Regions from separate parts of the Mus musculus genome. Here region 2 is linked to region 1. Evidence: chromatin contacts called from public Hi-C data. All regions are on one chromosome and are shown on one strand. The core of a region is the stretch at or near the end of the contact, and the rest is flanking DNA. Distances in the headings are between cores, read along the strand shown. Region 1 has its middle 16 kb from the start of Gm34385. Region 2 overlaps Gm40841 (a long non-coding RNA gene).

Evidence for each region. A called contact is a pair of places that touch in the nucleus more often than the background predicts.
Region 2: a Hi-C map of uterus shows a contact between it and region 1, with 2.2 times the contacts expected there. The contact joins two enhancer-like sites. A contact is called at or near these places in 9 of 484 Hi-C or Micro-C datasets (the HL-1 cell line, the N1E-115 cell line, embryonic fibroblasts and 3 more) and 2 of 115 datasets of contacts at active chromatin or transcription factors (the SCID.adh cell line and pancreatic cancer cells).

Annotation. Positions count from the first base shown.
Region 1 is chr13:28,310,071-28,313,675 of GRCm38.p6, reverse strand. No RefSeq gene overlaps it. Among named protein-coding and RNA genes, the nearest start is that of Gm34385, 16 kb to the right of the region's middle. Within about 2 kb of position 1,420, at least 37 of the 459 cell types and tissues checked have an H3K27ac peak or open chromatin away from gene starts, as enhancers often do. A contact at or near this core is called in the HL-1 cell line, granulosa cells, pancreatic cancer cells and 1 more, where this site is marked.
Region 2 is chr13:28,415,883-28,419,162 of GRCm38.p6, reverse strand. Gm40841 (a long non-coding RNA gene) reads left to right here. Exons shown (of 3, transcript XR_003950511.1): 1 at 1-78. Among named protein-coding and RNA genes, the nearest start is that of Gm40841, 4.0 kb to the left of the region's middle. Within about 2 kb of position 1,477, at least 225 of the 459 cell types and tissues checked have an H3K27ac peak or open chromatin away from gene starts, as enhancers often do. A contact at or near this core is called in the HL-1 cell line, granulosa cells, pancreatic cancer cells and 1 more, where this site is marked.

The DNA of each region.
Region 1 (3,605 bases), core at 171-2,670:
CACAGAACTTCATGCAAACAAAGTCAGGAGCTGGTGAGTCACAGCAAGTCAGCTTGGCCCTGTAAATCTCTCTTGCTTTCTTGATCAAGCAACATCATCTCTCCATGTTGGCTTAAAAAAAAGTGATCTCAAGTGTTTGCCAAGCGAGCAAATGTCAGCTATGGGGGAAACAGTTTGCACTTTATATTCTAGAAACTTTGGAAATATTTACCACACTTGAAAGAACAATTTAATGTAAAGGAAAAGGAGTCAAAGTAATTTTTTAAATGTTGTTGTTTTAAAATTATGGCTGGTAAATGGCTCAGTATCTAGTAGCAGTTGCTGTTTAACTATGAGGGCCACACTCAAAGTACCAGCACCCATGTAGAAAAAAAGTTTTGGGTTCAAATTCAAACTGCTTATATTTTCTTTCACCCAGAGTGATTTAATTTACAGCTTCAAAAGTCAACATAAATAGATTCTGCTGTATAAGTTACCAACCATCTGATATTACCATCTCTGCAAGGTCACCTGGGAAATGTGCTAGGCTGAGCATTGCAGGGCTCTCTGTCCTTTCAAACCAGGGCATAGTCCGTATTTTAGACATAATATCTATTCTCACATCAAAAAAAAAATCTGGATTTAGAACTAGTGATGAACAGAACTTGAATTTTGGAGTTGGGTAGTCTCTGTCTAGTCCCCAGCTGTGGGCATAGAGAACTGGGCACACTTGAAGACCTTTACCTCTCTAGGCTACTGTGTCTGCACAGGGGACAGTGTCATGGGATGTAAAAGAGACTGAAGTTTTAAAAGTGCTTTGAAAAGACTAGATTGTCACAAAGGCCACTAGTGTCAGCTAATAATCGTCAAATACATAATTGTAATGGTTCAAACCTGGCAAATCTACAAAGGTGAGGAAACTTGGAAAACTCAAGAAACATTTTAGGACTTCTGTGAACTAATATCACAAACATATGGAGTAGATTTCCCAATTTGAACACACCGTAGCCTTGGGATTAAGATGAAAATCATTGACTTTTACCCACCCTGGAAAGTCTGACAGAAGTTCAATACATTTGACCCTTCACAAACCTGACTTAGTTTGCCAGCACCAGGGAGCCAGGGAACAGTAGATGAAGAAGGAGATCTGCCTCCGAGCCTCCAGACCCAACTGATTGAAAGTTCAGGGTTACACAGAAACCGTGAACACACCTTAACACTGCGCCACTCTACCTGTCTCTCCATCTAATTTCCAGCGACACTTTTTAGAGATTAAATCTCTAAATTTAATGCTCCGGATTTTCTGCAGCGCTGCTTTTTAGCTCATTCCCCAAATTATGCTGCAGTTGGACGAGATTCAGTTGCTTCTGAGAGGCTGTTGTTTGGCTTCTGGATTCCATTCACATGACTTTCCCCCTCATCCCTCATAGATCATTAATAATAAACGCAGTCAAGGGTATGTTATGTGAAAACCAAGAGGCTGAACTTTTAAAGCTAGACCTATTAGGCTCTAGTAAGACATCAAGGTTTTAAGGAAGCTCACTGCCTCTAAATTATGCTCCCCTTTTTCCTTCTCCACCTTTTGTATAAGGCTTCTAGTCTTTACCCTGTTACATAAGAGAATCACAGATTAGGAGATGTCAGACGTGAGAGCTCATTAGTCCCACCTTCTAGCTCTTGCTGGTAAGATAACTGATAACAATATTGTCTTTGAAAAGAGATTTTCAAAATATATATATTGCATAAAAGATAACTTGGCATTGCTAGTATCTAAAAGGATATTTGAGTCAAGGCCAAACTCAGGATTAGGAAACTGAGTGACTTGTAAGCATATTAAAAGTTGGGCAACAGAGAGTGGTATGGCATTATGGGATACATATTGGCCTTGAATACATTAAGAAGCAACTTTCAGTTTTACTAGTTGTATGACTTAACTACTTAGCTTTAAGTGAGAATCAGGATGTTACGATGTGGGGGATGTGATAGCAAATATGTCAAGAATCTTAGACAAACCTCACATGAAGTATATATAACTTCAATAAATTAAACTGTGAACATTATGATAAAAACACTGTAAATATAATTCATGGTGGTACATAAATGTACGACTCTGAGAGACAGAGAATGACCCTTTCTATAATCCCAGAAGTACAGACCAACCATAAAAGTTTTAAATAAGTAAAGGTCTTAATTTGCTTGGTATTGCAAGTTGACATTGGGTCACAGCAAACAGTCCAGCTTATGAAGTGACAGAATATAGTTTGAAACATTATGAAGTCCCTCACTAGACAGTTTGAATGTGCAGCCAGGGCCAGCCACTTCCTGTTTGTGTAGCTTTGAGCAAACACTTTACTCATTCCACGTCTACTTCCATTCACATCTCTGTAAAATGGTGACAGTAGCAGTGACTGTGATAGGAGTGTCCCAGGTTTTTCTGAAGTAGAAATTGTATCCCAGTGGGTACTTACTAAGAACCTTTATCCCTCCCCCCCACCCCATGTCCTCCCTCCTGCCTCCCTTTTACTTTTCTACATGCACAGCTCAGTGACATTAAGTACATTCATACTGTAGCACCATCAGCCATCTCCAGGTCTCTTCACTTTGCGAAGGAGAAACTCTGAGTGCATTTATCAGCCCCTGCAAGTCATCATTTCGTTTTCTATCATTCTGAACTTCACTATGAGACTTATTTTGTATAATGGAATTATGTCGTATTTGTTCTTTAGGGCTTGGATTTATTTCACAACACATAGTGCTTTCAAAAGTTACCCATAAAGCCGGGTGTGGTGGCGCACGCCTTTAATCCCAGCACTTGGGAGGCAGAGGCAGGCGGATTTCTGAGTTCGAGGCCAGCCTGGTCTACAAAGTGAATTCCAGGACAGCCAAGGCTATACAGAGAAACCCTGTCTCGGAAAAAACAAATAAATAAAAGTTACCCATGAGCATATGCTTTAGCATTTGTTTCTCATTTGCTTTTTCATTCATCTGTCTGTGGTCACTCTGTCTGATTCCACCTCCTGACTATTGGGAATGATGCTCTGGCCATAGAAATACAGATCACTCTGAGACCTGCTTGCAATTCCTTTTGGTACTGTAATGGTTGAATACTATGGGAGTCACTTCAGACTGTTTCCAAGTTTGGACCATTTCACATTCCTGCGAACAGAGAACAAACCTTGCAATTTCTTGACCTCTTCATGAAGGCTTGCTTTTTTTCTGGATTATTTTGTTGTAAGAGGATATGAAGTGAGTAAATACTCCCTTAATGTCCGTCGGCCTTGTTTTACTATGTGCCTGATTGTCTTTGTGAGCTGTTGCTTATTGTTCCAAATGTCTCCATGCTGGGAAACAGAGTACAAAATAGTCTTTAGAGCTCAGGTTGCAGGTCTTTTTCTATAGGTCTGTCTGTGGAGTGAATAAGGTGGAAAAACTGAAAAGAATGAGGATGTGGCTACAGTGACTGAAGTGGGACCTTCCCTAACAAATTAGATAACAAATTAGTAGTTAGACAACACAGATGCATTGCAGGAGCACGGGAAGGGAGGTTGAATTTCTTTGGTGCACATTGTATGAATGTTTTAAATAATGCACACAATCTCATTAGGATGTACAACCAAAACAAGCTA
Region 2 (3,280 bases), core at 228-2,727, 110 kb before region 1:
TAATCTAAGGAAGGATGGCATAGTGGATCTGCCAGCACGTGCATGGAGGAACTGTAAATTGCAGTGTGGATGTCCCTGGTACTGTCAAGGAAGAAACTGATGGGCTGGGTGACTGTACAGTGTCCCCAGAGAAAAATAGCAGCCTTGCAGCATGGATTTAAGTGCATGTGCATGCGTGTAGAGACATGGAAGAGACTGTGTAACACATACACACACAGAGAGAGATATGAGAGAGAGAGAGAGAGAGAGAGAGAGAGAGAGAAAGAGAGAGACTCTTTGCTGGGTTGGGTTTGATTACAAGCCAGTGTTTTCAGCTCCTGCTCAAGACCTATTTCCTGGCTAGCCAGAAAGCTCGGCCAGAGCAGCTGCATATAGACTTTTCTTTTTAACGGCATAGCAAACCCCTTCAGTTTTAACTCCTTGAAGTTCTAAGTGCTCAGCGTTGGGCTAAGGCTCACTGTACGGTTTTGTTTTCTTCTCCTACAGAGCCCTGTAAACACAGCTGTATTCAGTATGGCAGAAAAATTCTGTCCCTTAAATAGAAATGCGATCAATTTAATCAAAATAAATGTATCCCAGATGACTCTGAGGCCAGCTGGATACCACAGGCTTCAGAAGCTAAGCATTCAGTGGAGATGGATACAGTGTTAGATTTACATGCTTTCAAATGCTAGGATCAGCTATGCTTAATAAAGGAAATTCTTTAAGGAAAAGGGAGGGTCCTCCTGGCACCCAGCTATAGATGGTGACCACAGGTGCTGCTGCTGATCCTGGCACTGGGGTTTGTGGCTGTCGAGCTTGCAGGGGTGTGTGGCATGAGGCAGGGCACGGCTGATGTCAGTGTGAAGAAAGCTTGCAGCCTGCTTGAGGCTGTAGGAAGGAGGAGGGTGGCCTCTCATTGCCTCTGTCGGGGCTTGGCTGGTACTAGAAGCTTGTAGATAGATAAGGGTGAGCTGGGTGAACTGAGCTCTGAGCCGGGAGCAAGCAGCTTTCCCAGTTGTCATGGGGGCTCCTCTGGGACGCCTGTCTGGCCTGTCCTCCCACTGTTTGTTAGAAATTCTACAAAGCGGCTCTGTGTGCTGGATTATGTTTGGCCAGCTGTTGGTGCATTCCTGAGGGTGGGGTGGAGACAGGATCTTATTACTGTACTTCCAAACTGTAGATCTATGTGGGGAGAGAGAGAGAGAGAGAGAGAGAGAGAGAGAGAGAGAGAGAGTGTGTCAGGATGTGGTGGGGAGAGGAAAGAAACGCAAGCAAGTCTGATAATCCCTTCTCCTTCTCCAGGTTGTGCTAGAGGAGCATTCAGAAAGGCTATGAAGTGAAAGAGAGAAAGGAGAGGGTAAGGGGTGGGAGCACAGTGGAACAGCCATGAGACAAAGCAGAACTTCAAAGCTGCAGAGACGAGCAGAATGTCAGCAGCTTGTAATTAGCGGTTCATGGTTGCGTCAGAGACTGTATCTCTCCAAGAATAACTGTGTGCTGTGTGCCACAGAGTGCAGAAGACAGTCATAACTAAGTTATCAAGCACAGTTCAAATGAGGGCAGACACATGAAGGCATTTTCTGTTTGAAAATTAAGCAGGGCTGAAGTGCACATCTCACTGGCTGGATTCTGCCTAACTTCTGGCAGGAAATGCTCAGCGTATAGGAGGGTGTTTGTTAGATCAAACAGGGGACCCATAAGCATGCAGACTGAGCATGCAAGCTCCGTCCCTGTAAAATACCGTCCCAAACAGCCCGGTACTGCACTGCTGGGGTCCTGTCTCCGTATATACCCATTCGCTTTTGTATGCCAATGGGAGAAAGTTAAAAGTACACCCAAGGACATATGTCCCCATTAGATTCTAAAATCCCTACTATAGAATTAAAACCTGACTGCAGGTTCTGAGTTGTTTTGGTATTCTTAATTTATACGCTGAAGAAGCTCTTTTTTTGCAATTATCTTGTTGGTAACCCTGTGAGGAAGCGACATACCACTATATGATGTTGAAGGGCACCTTTCCCTTCCATCCCCTGTCTCTGTTATTTGGAGGTGTGGGGCGTTCTCTGGAGCCTCCAGGAGGAGCTGGTGGGAGGAGCTGATTGGCTAGCAGGCTCAGCGTGTTTACTCTTATTTGTTTTCAGTGCTCCTTCGCAGCGTGCATTTAGTATTTGTATTTGTGTTCATGCTGCACAATTACTACTGACCAGCTTTGTTTCTCTGCCCGAAGCGAAGTCAATTTTAGTTCAGCCCCTGCAGTTGAGTCCCTGGACAATATGCACATATGTATTATGTTACCCGTGTATGCACTTTTCCTTTTAAAAACGTGGATTAAGGAAAATTGTAGGCAAGGAGAGACGTGTATATGAAATCAATAGCTTTTTGAATCACATGTAATATAATTTAAATATACTCACTTTAAGATTGCCAAAGCCTATGTTGTCTGAGCCCAGTTAATTTACATCTTCGATTTAGTCAAGAGGTGGAACCTGCCAGATCAGAATGCTGTATTCTGTGCACCCAACAGGGTGGAAGACATTATTTTGTTTGTGTTAGTTCAAACAGCTGGTCATTAATGCAGTCCCCATTTCTAGAGAGAAACGCTGGTGGACATGAATGGCTGTCTGATTAATGCTGCCCCTCGGAGGGTCCTTCACCCAGCCATGCTCCTGCAGAATAATGTAGCATGATGTGATTGCACTCTAACAGGATAGTATGTCATTGTGTCACCAAGCAATTGAGGTTATTATGGGGCAGGGCAGACAGACGGGACAGTGGGGTTACTAGACCGTAGCATTTTTAGAAATACAGGCCTGACCTACTTAGAGTTATTCTGGCAGGCAGCTGCACGGTACATAAAGTCTCCTGATAGGCTGAAGCTGTTGCTAGGGGGAATTAGCATGAATTTTTCCACACAGAGACTCAGCGACTGAATGATAAAAGCTGACTGGAATTAAAGAGATTTGGTTTAGCATTGTACAGATTGATCTGCCTCAGTTTTTTTTTTTTTCTTTCTCAAGTGCCAAGAAAGAGTGCAAAAAATAGAGACTTCTTTTTGTTTGTTTGTTTCTATTAGTTCTTTGACCTTCTCCTTCTCTTCCTTCTGCCCTTCATCCCCAAGAGCCAGGAGGGCAGGAGAACAGAGCAGTTATGAAATTTTGGTTAATCTCTTATTGCTGGGGTCATTGAAACCATGTTGCAAATGGCATGATATTTAAGCTTCAGGACTGCTGGGCGTACCTAGCAGAAGGGCAGATGGGTTTTTTTGGTCCCCTGTGTATCAAGCTGTTTTGGAGTTGGG